Linked DNA regions of Mus musculus: region 1 is linked to region 2. Evidence: chromatin contacts called from public Hi-C data. All regions are on one chromosome and are shown on one strand. Each heading gives the region's core, a stretch centred on a gene start, on an enhancer-like site or on the middle of the called end of the contact. The rest is flanking DNA. Distances are from core to core; before and after follow the strand shown.

Evidence for each region. A called contact is a pair of places that touch in the nucleus more often than the background predicts.
Region 1: a Hi-C map of the N1E-115 cell line shows a contact between it and region 2, with 4 times the contacts expected there. The contact joins two enhancer-like sites. A contact is called at or near these places in 1 of 484 Hi-C or Micro-C datasets (the N1E-115 cell line), 1 of 115 datasets of contacts at active chromatin or transcription factors (embryonic hindbrain) and 1 of 9 other capture datasets (embryonic stem cells).

The regions. Positions count from the first base shown.
Region 1 is chr9:46,812,911-46,819,466 of GRCm38.p6, forward strand. No RefSeq gene overlaps it. Among named protein-coding and RNA genes, the nearest start is that of Gm31614, 14 kb to the right of the region's middle. Within about 2 kb of position 2,056, at least 39 of the 459 cell types and tissues checked have an H3K27ac peak or open chromatin away from gene starts, as enhancers often do. A contact at or near this core is called in the N1E-115 cell line, where this site is marked.
Region 2 is chr9:46,453,622-46,460,070 of GRCm38.p6, forward strand. All of the region lies in intron 1 of Gm31432 (a long non-coding RNA gene), which reads left to right. Among named protein-coding and RNA genes, the nearest start is that of Gm31432, 67 kb to the left of the region's middle. Within about 2 kb of position 2,145, at least 19 of the 459 cell types and tissues checked have an H3K27ac peak or open chromatin away from gene starts, as enhancers often do. A contact at or near this core is called in the N1E-115 cell line, where this site is marked.

The sequences.
Region 1 (6,556 bases), core at 806-3,305, 360 kb after region 2:
AAATAATCAAAATGATGTTACTAGCAATACTGTTACCATGCTCACTGCCTGCTTCTTGTGTAACGGGTGCTATTCTAAGTGTTGAAATCACTTTTTAACCTAATGAGTCTGGTTAGTGTTGCCATCCGGTATGTGCCTGGTCTTGTTGACCTTACCATGTGCAGGTCTTGTGCAAATAAGGATAGCTGTTGTGAGTTCATTAATCCAACATCCATACCAAGTCTAGAAGACAACATTTTACTGCATCCCTCCCATCCTCTGGCTCTTTACCTTGTGCCCACCTTTTCTTCCATGTTTCCTGAGCCTTGGGGCAGTGGGACTGGGGTTAGTGGATTGATACAGACTTCCCGGTTAGGGTTAAGTGCTCAAGAGTCATTTGTTCTCAGCCCCCTGATAGTTGTGAGTATTAACTGCTACTGCAGGGAGAGGCTTCTGTGGCCAAAGTCGTGGCACGACACTATAGGCATACAGATAAATATCTAGAAAGCATGTGTGTTTAGTGGAACAACCACATTTGATTCTGGAGAGTTGAGGGTGGATGTGATCAAGACACATGTTTGAAATTGTTAAAGAGTAAGTGAAAGCTATGCTGTAACTAAAACAGGAAGCCTTACCATCACCCCAGGGCGATGACCTCATCATCTCCTCCTGTAGATGAACAAGCTTGAAGGAACAAGCTTTAAGGACCAGTCCCAAGACCCCATAAGCCTTCTCTCCACCTCACAATGGGACTTTTGCAGGCAAAAGATCACTCCAGGGCATTGGGGGCAAGTCCAAAGCCACAGCTCAACCCTTGAAAGAAGAAAGATGCTCAAATACAGCCATGGGTTGATGTTGGTAGCGATGCCCTCTCTGCCTTTGCTTTCTTGGGCAAAATGTTTGTTGTAATGTGACACAAACTAACAAACCAGGTTATTTTGAGAGAGTACAATGGCCTAGCATTCTTCCTTGACATCATCCAGGAGTCTAAGACCATTAAGACTATAGGGGAACCTGGAGCCATCAGACCCCCTTCACTCCGAGGTGCTAAGGATCTGCCCCTCTGCAGAGCTAGCTGTATGCCTGCATAATGGCCCTGGGACCGTTTGGATTGTTTTCTGAAGTCGGAAGGTAAACTCTGACTAGGCTCTGGGCTTGCTGTCGCTGGAAGGAGTTTGCTGGAAGGGTTTAGATGCAGCCAGGCAGCTAGCTAGCTTATGCAGAGGGCAGCTGATCCTGCAACTCTTAAAACAGCTCCCTGCTAGAAAATAAGCCCCCAGAGCTTCCCCAAAGACAGTACGGGGGCTTCTGCTTGGTTCACATAAACACCACTGGGCCGTGAGGACTCAGAGGAGGGTCCCGAGATAGGAGGCGGAAGGCTTTGCCGATTAGCCCCTCTCAACAACTCAGCTATTTGCTCACCTCAGCATCTGCACCTCCGACTCTTCCCTTACCTGTCTGCTTATCTCTGAGCACTTTCCCTTCTTCCCTTGGCTGCTAGGAGCCTCTCTCCAGACCCAGCTCCTCTTAGGAGAGAAGGAAGCTAACAGAGCTTCCAAGGAGATGCCCAAGACACAGGAAGCAGAGCTAGAAGCTGAGGGGCTAGCGCCAGGCAGCATCCAGGGGACCCTTAGGAGTGAGAGCAAACAACTGAGGTCCCAATGGAACAATTTGGGAAGCCCTGGCCCTCCCATCCATCCATCCCGCCTCGGGGGCTTGCCTCTTCTGCAGCCCCCACCCGTGGGAGAGAAGAAAGCTGCTCAAGGGGGCACAGGGGCCGCTGTGGTGCTGAATAAAGGAAGCAGTCTCCTCCGCGCAGGCGTTCTCTGCTTGAATATGTGGCCTTATTTATGCCTGGCTAAAGATCATTAAAGCCTTTGCTGGGGTGGGGGTACGGGGGGGCTACAAGGAGAGTGGATTAATATTAGAACACCCTGTCACAGCTGGAGAAAAGGCGGGATTGATTTTATAGGGAGTTTAGTCAGAGCTGCGCGTGAAACCCCGCGGGTTGCGCTGGAGTGTATCCATCTCCTCCATTAGGAAGGCCCCATGGGAATCTTCAGCTGCAGTGTTTATGACTACGGAAGCGGCGTATCACAGAGAGTGAGCCGCCCTTATGCAGCTCCCTTTTAGCGACTGCCCATGCTCCTAGAGACCCTATCCTGGGGTTTCACACAGCTGTCTTTACCAGCCAGACTTCGTGGCTGGACCATGAAGGCACTGACACTGCAGAAGCGCTCATTTGGTCCCTAGTTCTGGCAGGGCAGCTCTAGAGAGCCCCCTGCTGGAAGACCTTGGTAAGCCCCATCTACTGTCTCCTTCCTAGAAGTTGCCAGAGCCTCTCAAACACTTAGATTTCTTCTCAGCCTCGCATAAAGTCTGAAGATTGCTCCAAGAAAGTGTGGTCCGTCTTCTTTTCAGAAAACATGACAAAGCTTGGAAAACTTGATTCTTCCAGAGTCTGCTTAAAAACTGGCTTAAGTGATCCTTTAAGAGTCAGATGCCTCTTATTAGCTGCTGACCCTTGAGCGAGTGTGGTGACTTCTCAAGGTTTTAGTTTCTTCGTCATCTCTGCCTTACACAGGCGTATTAAGAATTAAATGGTTATCGCAAGAAAGTTTCCAGTACAAGAGAACCACCCAGTGCTAGTGAGTGCTACTGTGTTATCAGGTGGCCATTCCAGTACATTCTAAATGGGACTCAATTTGCAAACATTTAGTTTAAACAAAGCCCCGTTGGGACACCTTCATTGTGGAAGGCATGGCGTACCAGTGGACACAAAATGTCTGTAGGGTCGTGTTCATCAGAGGGGACAAAGCTCAGAGACAACTGGGATAGCTCTGAACTTAGGTGTGCTCTGTGCACCTCATCTCCTGGCGTACGGACCCAGATATAACTGGCGGGATCTGAAGTGGTATGGGCAGAGTCTGGGTCAGCTCCCTCCCAGAGGGACATTGGTTGAACAGATGAGTGGCATAAAGGGTGTTGTTTAAGGAAGCTAACAATCATGGCTGAGAAGATGGCTAAGCCAGGAAATGCCCAGGGTTTCATCCCCGGGACCCATATAAAAAGCCTGGGATGGTGATAGGCGCTTGCCTCCTCATAGCTGGATAAGCAGAGAGAGCAGATCTCTGAAGCTTGCTAATCTGGCAGCCCAGCCGGATTGGTGAATCCCAGGACAAGTGAAAGACCTTGTGCCTAAAAACAAGGTGAATGGTGCCCGAGAAAGAATACGACTCTGAGCTGTCCTCTGTCCTTCATCTGCATGGACACAAACGTGTGTGCTCTTCTGAGCACACACACACACGCGCACACACACACACACACACACACACACACACACAAGCATGCACCCACACACATTACCCACCCACCCACATCCACATACAGAAAGAAGCCAAGAGTCTGAGCCAGAAGAGCTCACACCTCGCTTTGCAGAGCTTCCGTAGCTTGTTGGATGCATGCCCAACACAGTGCTCAGCAGTTCTGCTTTTTGGAACTTGATACTAAAACCCAGATTCTCTAGGAGCCAAATGACCTGGGTTCCAATCTTGATCTTCCTGCCATTCATTCCTTGGTTCCTTTGAAGAAGTTATGCCCTGTGCCTCAGTTTCCTGGTCTTTGAATGGGTGTAATAATGACACTGGTGTTAAAGGTAATAACAAGAGTGTTAAATGAGATGATATGCAAAGTGTCCATAGCAGGGCTTGGCAATTACAATCTTTACAGTGTCATTTGCATGACATTATTGTGACCAACCTATTGTGGCTTTTGACATACTGAGCACCCCTCCCTCAAACCCCGAGAATGGGGACTCAGAATCATTGTTTCCATGTCCCAAAGGGGCAGCCCAGGGATTGTGTACATAATGAGAACTTGGTACAAGAACTGTTGAATTGAGTAGGATAGGTTGCAGTTATATTGGAGCTGTTCTAAAATTGCCAAAGAACTGCAAAGTCCAAAATGGAAGTGAGAGCAAAGTCAGATGTCAGATAGGAGACTGCTAGGACTGAGAGTCAAGGTTAGGGATGGAGGTGGTGGTAGGGGTTTCCATATTTGGGGAGCATTAAATGCAGAATCAGAACCAACGAAAGAAAAGCAAGAAGAAGGTAGTGGAGTTGCCAAACCCCCCAAAAATAGGTCAGGGTTACTGTCCTTCTGATAGTGGCTGGATGTCCAGCATGAGGAGCATTGTGTAGGTAGTGGTGGGATGTTGTGTAGGTAGACTCCGAATGGAACCTCCTCTTTCTTGCACATACCCAGACATCTTGCACCTGTTAAGAGGTCCAAAGTTCTTGGAGGAAGGGAACTTCAAAAGGCTGCAGCAATCTCTGCTATGTGAGGATCAATAAAAACCAAATGCAAAAGGTCCCAGGGCTTTTGCGTCTTTAAAACAACAAACAGTACAAAAATATTTTACTGTTCTGTAAAGTATTTACATAATAACCAGAAGATTAAAGTGGAAATTAAAACAACTCAAGCCCCGCATCTAAGAGAGAATCATCGTTAATGTTTTGGTCTATAGCTTCGGCAGACTGAGGGGTTTCCAGACTCCCCTTTGTTTTCCTAAATGAACCTACCTCCTGAGCAACAAAAGAAGCCCTGATGGTTGGTTAGCAATTGTAGACTCAAAGTGAGGGCCCAATGCTGTCCCCACAGCCCCCCACCCACTCTAGCCAGACATCAACCTTTAAGCCCCTCTTACTAAGCCGGTAACGCTTTGGGCGTTTTGCATACAGATCTGTGCATGTGACTACACATGAAGGAAGTCAGCTCTGCAGGCTCCTCTGTTATCTGTTTTCCCCCCCTCCCTTTTACGACACAAAATGTCAAAGACATCTCTCCGAGTCAATAAGTATAGAACCACATTATCATTTTTAATGATTGCGTACTACTTCTCCCTTGTATGTCTCATGCTTTACTGGATTGCTCTCTTATTGATTGGCGTGTAAGTAAAATTTTGCTGTTACAAATAAGGCTTTCACAAACATTCTTGTACTTATACTGTTTCCTACTTAGGCAATTATTCCCATAGGGTAAATTCGAGAACTATTAAATGAGCAATCATGCACAGTTTATACTTTGATAGATAAAACTGTATAGGTTTTTACCTGCTAGCCATGCAAAGGGAGAATCGTCTACTTTGTCATCTGGGTGATAAGCGAGGTGCAATTTGTGAGCTTTAAAGAAAGATCAATGCTGATCAGATGTGTAAAACCATCTCATTCCTTATCTTGGATTTTGGCAGAGGCTATGTGTTTTCCATGTTTCCCAACCATTTGTATTTCTTCATTTGTGATTTGTTTGAATATTAAAAATCCCGAGGGCTGGTGAGCTGGCTCAGCAGGTGGAAACACTTGCTGGCATGGCTGGCAACCTGAGTTTGAACCCAGGACCCACAGAGTAGAAGGAGAGAACTCTCCAGAGTTGTTCTATGATTCCCACACATGCACCTTTATACACACAAACCTACATACACACACACACACACATACATACATACACACTCACATGCACTCATGCACACATGCACAAATAAAGGAAAGAAACAAGTGCATTTTTAAATCATGAGGACAAAGCACAAATAAAAGAAAATGCCATTTTACAAGAGAATACTAATGTAAGAAAATGGTTAAAATGTATTCCAAAATGATTGGAGTATGGGCTACATAATATTATAATTACGAGGTAGTATCTTTTAAAGAAAACCTATAGCTAGGCAGGCAAAGACCGAAGACAACACATTCCACAGGGTTAAGAGGCCTGGAAAACATGCAGTTGAAACAGTGGTAATAAAAGAACAACAGCAAAAGCCTCGTAGGTTCATAGAAATCATCACTGGGTCACAGGGAACTAGGTATATGTTTTTAACTTTTATTTGTTGATCACCTTACAAAGTAACAGGTTTTCCTACGGTCTTTTTACACCTACTTAGTTTGGGTTGATTTTGTCTCTTTCCACACCCCAATCTCCCTTGACCTTAACCCCATCCTTGGACTTCAGTAGCTTTCCCTTCTCCTTTCGTATCAAAAAGAAAGAAACAAACAAACAACAAAAACAACAACAAGAAGAACAGCCACAAGCTAGGCTGGCAAAGTTTGATGTCTGGTGACCTTGTCACTTGGATCCCTGGGTCTCACCGGGTGGAAGGAGAGGACAAACTCCCACAAGTCAAGCCATCCTCTGGCTTCCACACGCACCGGAACACATACAAGGACTAAATAAACAAAATGGAATTAAAAAAAATAGTACACCCAGTAACTATTTTAAAGCCATCCCTTAGTTTCCAACTTCTCTGCGACAAGAATGACGAATTTTATCATTTTAAGGACCCCCTAAAATAAGTAACACCCCAGGAGCCATAAATAAAGCCTACCACCATCCTTTCTGTATTTTGCTCTTTTGTGCAGCTCCTTATGCGTGAATAGCCACAAAAGAAGACATTTTGAGCCGAGAGGACCTTTAAATGACATTTTATTTGCCTCTTCCCCCTCATTTAAAAATGAGCAGATTGCAGCCCAGGGTAGTTCAATGACCCAGCCAAGGTCTGCCAGCCAAAGGGACCTGGCCACATTGG
Region 2 (6,449 bases), core at 895-3,394:
GTTTCTCAGCATTCGGGACTGTGAGAAACCATTTCACATTCTTTATAAAATACCTGGTCTGGGTCATTTTGTCACAGTAGCAGAATATGGATTGAGACAAGAGTAGCAGACTTGACTGGCTAGGAAGAACTTATGACTCCTAGCACATGTTTGGCCTCATGCTGACCTCTGGGGGTTTCACAAGTCCCATTTACAGCATACTTCAGTGAGCCACTTGGGGACTGGAATAGCCCCTATTCCCCCATTCTTAGGCCTACTCAGCTCCAGAATTCACAGAACACTGATAGCCAAGTCCCCGAATCCCACATAGCTCCCAAACTGGGTATTCTCCAAGCAGAGAGCATGAGAGGGAAGGTGATCCTGATGCATCCAGGTTCTTTGCTGGGCTGAGTTTTGGGGCTAACAATGGAGAGATATTCTTTCTCCTGCTACCCTAGTGAGGGGACACCCATCCCGCCTCTGATGGCATTGCTCTGTCCTTACCAGGCTTTTGGCTTCTATTTGATAAACTATCTGCAAAGCAGGAAGGACTCATTGGTGTGGACAGAGTATTTTGGGGGCTGTTGGTAAGGGATCAAAGAATCGGACTGAAGAGAAGAAGAAAGCTTTTGGCCAGATGGAACTGGCGAGCTAGAGTGGACTTGAAATCTAGGGGGCTGGGTTCAAGTAGAGGACTAGAGATAAGGGAGGGGACTCTGATAGGGCACAATGAGGGACATGGGATTGGACTGTGACAGCTGGAACCAGGACAGACTAGACTGATATCTGGGGTAGCGTATAGTATTAAGCCACTGCTCTTTGGATAGTTTTGGACCTTAGGCCCACTGAGGCCATTACCTCTACAGTATTGATCAGGTTGTGAGGGGAGGCAAGCCATGCCTCAGGTCTGTATGTATGTCACAGGGTATGTGCTGTTGAGGGGGACTTTTGCTTTCCGAGCTCCCAGAGGCCAGTGCTGCTTCCTGAAGCAAGAGTCAGGGCATCACACATAGCTGGGCTTCATGCTGGCTTCCGGGCTGAGTGCTCTGGATGTCAACATCACTTTGGGCAGGGCCTTTCTTCCTCTTCCCAGGGTTTTCAAAGACTTTCCTGCTGCCTTTGGCCCAAAGCTGGTCCTCAAGCGAGTGGCATGCTGTTTATAGACAAGGCAGATCTCACCACTTGCCATTGTGATGTGCTGGTGCTTAGACCCAGACACACTAGGATCAAACCCCAGCTCTCTGTTGAGAAACAAGGACGGGGCAACTGTGGGTCAGAGCTCCCTGGAGTGTGTATGTGTGTGGGGGTGTCAGAGCCCAGCAGGGACATGCTCTGTCTGTGGGGTAATTCTAGGGGTGAGGGCAGGGGTCAGCCTTGTGAGGCTGGGCTACCTGGAGTGAAAGCATCAAGGCTCACACAGGCCCTGTACCGCCAGCCTTCTGGCCTTGCTCTGGACACCAGCCCAGCATTTCTGCATTCCTCACACAACCTGGGAGATGAAAGAGCGCACAAACTGCCAACCCTCTGGCCCCTGGGCCTCTGAACTAAGGAAATGGCTGAATAATGAATGAGGCCAGTGTACTTCAGAGAGGTGGCCCTGGGGACTGTGTGGGGAGTGTGTGTGGGGGGGTACAGACAGATGGGGTGGGGGCGGACTTGGCATGTGGAGAGACAGATAGATAACAGAGGCACAGATAAAGTCTGTGGCTGTGACTTCTGTGGCAGGTCACAGCCACTGATTCAAGATGAAAGTAGCCTGGGAATTTACAGTAAGTGCAAAATGGCAAGCCCTTGGCCTGGCGCCTTATGACCTTCTGGCACTGTTTGTATTCTGCCCTACCTTTTGGTCCCTCCCAAGGAAAACTTGCAGTAGATTTGGCTGTGCTGCTAGATTAAGACTCAACTGCATGTGTGAGACTGGAGATGCTAGGCTAGCCGAGAGTAGGGCTGTGCACTTGTGAGTTACAGCAGGTGTTGAGCGAGCTGTCCTCAGAGGGTGTTGAGGTCCTCTGGGGTATCAAGGCCAGACCCTTGCTAGCTGCAGATGATAAAGAGCTGTCTTCTCTTGAAACTGTCCTTTTCAATTAGGAGGGCTCCTGGGATGGTTAATTTCTCTCGTAGACTTGATTAGATGATCTCCTAGGGCATTCATGAGTCACACCTAGGGCTGCGTCTATAGGACATTTCCGGAAAGGATCCACTGAGAGGGGTGGGAAGACACGCTGTGAACATGGGCTGTATAATCCCACAGGGTGGAGTTTCTTCGGCCATCTCCTTTCTCTGCTTTCTGGTCTATGGAGATGTGAAGACTCTCAACCACAAACTCCTCTTGTCATGAGCTTGCTGTGATGGACCACGAGCCCAAGGTGACCTGTTCTTAGATTGTTTTTTGTCAACTATTTGGTCATAGTGATGTGAAAAGTAACTGATTTATTGTCCACAGGTGTGACCAGAGGACACCCCCATCTCACTGTCCTCATACTGCAAGTCCTAGAGTAGTGGTTCTCAACCTTCCTCATGTCGCGACACTTTAATACAGTTCCTCATGTTATGGTGACCCCCCTCCCAGCCATAAAATTATTCTTTTTTTTTTTTTTTTTCCATTTTTTATTAGGTATTTAACTCATTTACATTTCCAATGCTATACCAAAAGTCCCCCATATCCACCCACCCCCACTCCCCTGCCCACCCACTCCCCCTTTTTGGCCCTGGTATTCCCCTGTACTGGGGCATATAAAGTTTGCCATAAAATTATTCTATTGCTACCTCATAACTGTAACTTTGCTACTCTTATGGATTATCATGTAAATGTCTGGCATGCAGGATATCTGCATGCATTGTGAAAGAGATACTCCACCCTTAAAGTGGTTGAGACCTATGGGTTGAGAATCCCTGTCATAGGAGGAAAGACAACTCCTAACAAATGATCAGCCAGCCGACTCCAGGCAGCAGGCCATTGTGGGATACTGCTGCTCTTCAGCTCTTCTGTAGACTCCACATAATAGCTTCTGTGAGTCCAGGTGAAGAGTCAAGGTCTACAGTAGGGAGAAGCCTTGTGGTAGACATGAGTCACCCTGGTGGGTGGGACAGCTGCTCCAAATCCCCATGTCTGACTTTATATTTCAATGATACATCTTTTTCATGCCAATCTGGCCCCCCAAGGAGTGTATTTTGAAGGCATGTGGGTGACGCCCACTTTCCAAGTGTCTGCACCCTCAGGTCTCCACTCCTTTAAGCACATACCTTAAGCAGATGTTAGAGCTTATTTTGGACAGGAAGGGAAAACAGGGGCTGCCTCCTTCTACAACCCCTATCTGGGACATCCTGTTTCTTTGTCTGTGCAAAGCCACTTGGAAGCAGGGGATGTTCTGAATTTGTGGTTGCCACCACCTACCTCCTAACCCTTTTCTCTGATCTAGCTGCTAAAGCCTAGTTTTGTGTACCAAAGCAAAAAGCCACAGGAGAAAGTTGGAGACATCGTCTATCACCTTTCAGCTCAGATGAGTGTGAGTACCACCTCTGAGTTCTGATGGGCCAGAACCTTCCTGCCTGCCTCTCCCCCAGGTAGCAATTGACTGTGCCTTGGCTAGTTGCAATAAACATGATCAGAGCCTCTTTGCTGAAGAAATAAACGGTCTGCATTGTGTCTATAAAACTCACACAACGAACTGGAGTCAGGAGCCTCAGTATTGGCTGGAAAAAGGAGGTTTGCTCCAAAAGTCTTCAGCTTTGGGGAGGGCCATTCTGGATCCGGAGAGGGCTGGGGACATCTTGGGAGGTCCTTCTGTGCACATAACACATAGCAGAGAAAGTATGGAGGGTGCCAAGAACAACTTTTAAAGCCTTATTCTAACTATGTCTATGTGAGTATGTGTGTTTGTGTGTGTATCTGTGCATGAGTGCAGGTGCCCTGGTCCAGGCTGTTGTGAGCTGCCAAGTGTGAGCGCTGGGAACCAAACTCTGGTCATCTGCAAGAACAGTGTTTCCACTTAGCCACCAAGCCACCTCTCCAGCTCCGAAGGATGCAAAGATGGGTGAAAGCCTGAGGGGCCACTCTTCTCACTCAGCGCATCCTCGCTCTACTGCCCAGCCAGGCCCCAGGCTCTCCAAAGGCTCTGACCAGGCCACTACTCCTGTTCCTTTAATGGCTGGCATTCTAGGCTCTCCTGCACAGCCCAGACACTTCTGAGCAGAGCTCCAACAGAGCAGTCCTCCATGACAGCAGAGTCCCTTCACCCCAGATGCACGTATCACCGCGTCTCACAGCAAATTTCCCTGTCGCTCATGTTTTATTAGTATAAGTGCCTTAAAAGCAGATCAGAGATTCAACTAATTTGCTCATTAGTAAAAGGAAATTAGCCATTTGAGATCTGTTCTAATAAAATTAGCTTGGTGACAAACGCTTTGTTGCCATGTTTATTAGATTGCCATACTCCCTGCATTTTAAAGGCCAGAGCAGGCGTCAGCGGCTCATCGGGGTATTCCGTCATTTCTCTGTCTCTCTTTGTTCTTCTTTCAGGCCCGTGGAGTGTTGCTTCCCCTTTTCAAGGCTAATTGGGAAGGTCTGACTCAAATCTGGGTTCCAATTCACATGGTCCCATGAGCACCAGGCTACCCTGCCCTACTCTGAATCTCTGTCTCCAGGTACTCAGTCCACCCTGGTCCCCAGCCCCATCCTTTTAGGTTGTCTATGTCCCTGGCTGTCACCTGCTACTGCAGAGGAATCTCACAGACTGGGTCATTTATAATCAACAGAAATTTGTTGGCTTACAGTTTTGGATGCTAGGGGTATGGGGTAGGGGTGTCCAAGATCAAGGTGACAGATCTTATGTGTCTCACAGTGGCAGAAGGACAGTGTGGGGAATTAGTGAACCCACTTTTTAATAGTGGGCACATTCCTTACAGAACAGGGCTAATGGATTTCTGAAGACCAACTCCAAACACCTCTTTATTTTCTTTCCTAAACATGTTTGTTTTTTGTATATGGGGTCTATGTGTTGTGTGTTGCGTGTTGTGTGTGTGTGTGTGTGTGTGTGTGTGTGTGTGTGTATGTGTGTGTGTAGTGTGTGTATGTGATGTGAGCATAGGCTTGCATGCCATGATAGAGGTCAGAAGACAGCTGGGAGCTGGTTCTTCCTTCAGTTTTCTGGGGACAGGGTCATTTGTGTTTCTATCGCTTGCCTCAGGCTATCTGGCTCAGGAGCTGCCGCTGGATTCTCCTGTCTCTACCTCCCAACACACATTAGAGATTAGATGTGCTTGCCATTGTAGCCTTTTTGTTCGTTAATTTGATTTTAGCCTTGGCTCTGGGAAATGAACTCAGGGTGTCAGACCTGTGCAGCAAGAGCTTTCATCCACTGAGCCAACTTACAAGCCCTAAACACCTCTTAAAGCCCCTGCTTCTTCATGCTGTCACAACGGTTAACTAGATTTCAACGTGAGTTTTGAACGGGACAGGCCAACTGTTTGAGTGTTGTTAGTGGCCAACTGTTTGAGTGTTGTTAGTTAATTTTGTTTCCTGTTGTCCTGAAAACAAACAAAAAGACCATGACAAAATCAACTTAAGGGAGGATGAACGGGCTTACCTGACTTACAAGTCCAGGTTATAGCTGCTCTCTGTGGAGAGGTCAGGGAGGCCAGATCTGGAAGCAGTTGGTAGCATTCCATTCACACCAGCTCAGAGAGCAGCCAGTGAATGTGTGCGTGCTTCCTTCTTTTACCCTTATGCGATCCGGTCTTTCCCAGGGAATAGTGCTACCCCAAGTGGGCAGCTCTCTCTCTCTCTCTCTCTCTCTCTCTCTCTCTCTCTCTCTCTCTCACACACACACACAGAGTAAAATAGATAAAAATGTAAAAGAAAAGTTCCAGGTGAGCTCCTCAAGGCAAGTTTGAGACCCTATTTGCCATCCCACCCCCACCCCTGCCGAAGATAGAGGACTGACAGTGGGCATGCCTACCAAGATAACTCTGCTTGTAAGCCGCAGAATAAAAAGTAGAATCCAGGTTGCGTGTCTTCAAGGCGCCGGACTCTAATGATTCTAATTACAAGCACACACAGCAAACTGGGAAAGTACTACTTTCTGGGTGGTGGACCAGAATAGCCTGGCCATGGAGTGACGGTTCAGAAACCTCTAATGAAGAGCTCTCCTGGGGAGGTGGGTGTGATCAGATGTGCAGGCTGATCTAGAGGTTAGGAGTGGGTTTCAGGGGACACTAAAGTGGTCCGTTAGAGCCCCGGTGTTTTCTAACATCCTCTCAACCTTTTCTGGCTAGCAATCCCAGACCCAGCCTCTTCCAGGATCCCCAGTACAAATCATCGGCTAAGAACAGCAGTGAAGTATTTGCCCCACAGGATGCGACTCTGGATATTAGAAGGTCAGAAAGACTGTGTTCCCGGTAAAGTGCTGTCAGCAAGGACATGAAAGTGGAGTTTGCAGTTATTTAATTTGGAGCTTGCTGGTGACTAGCTG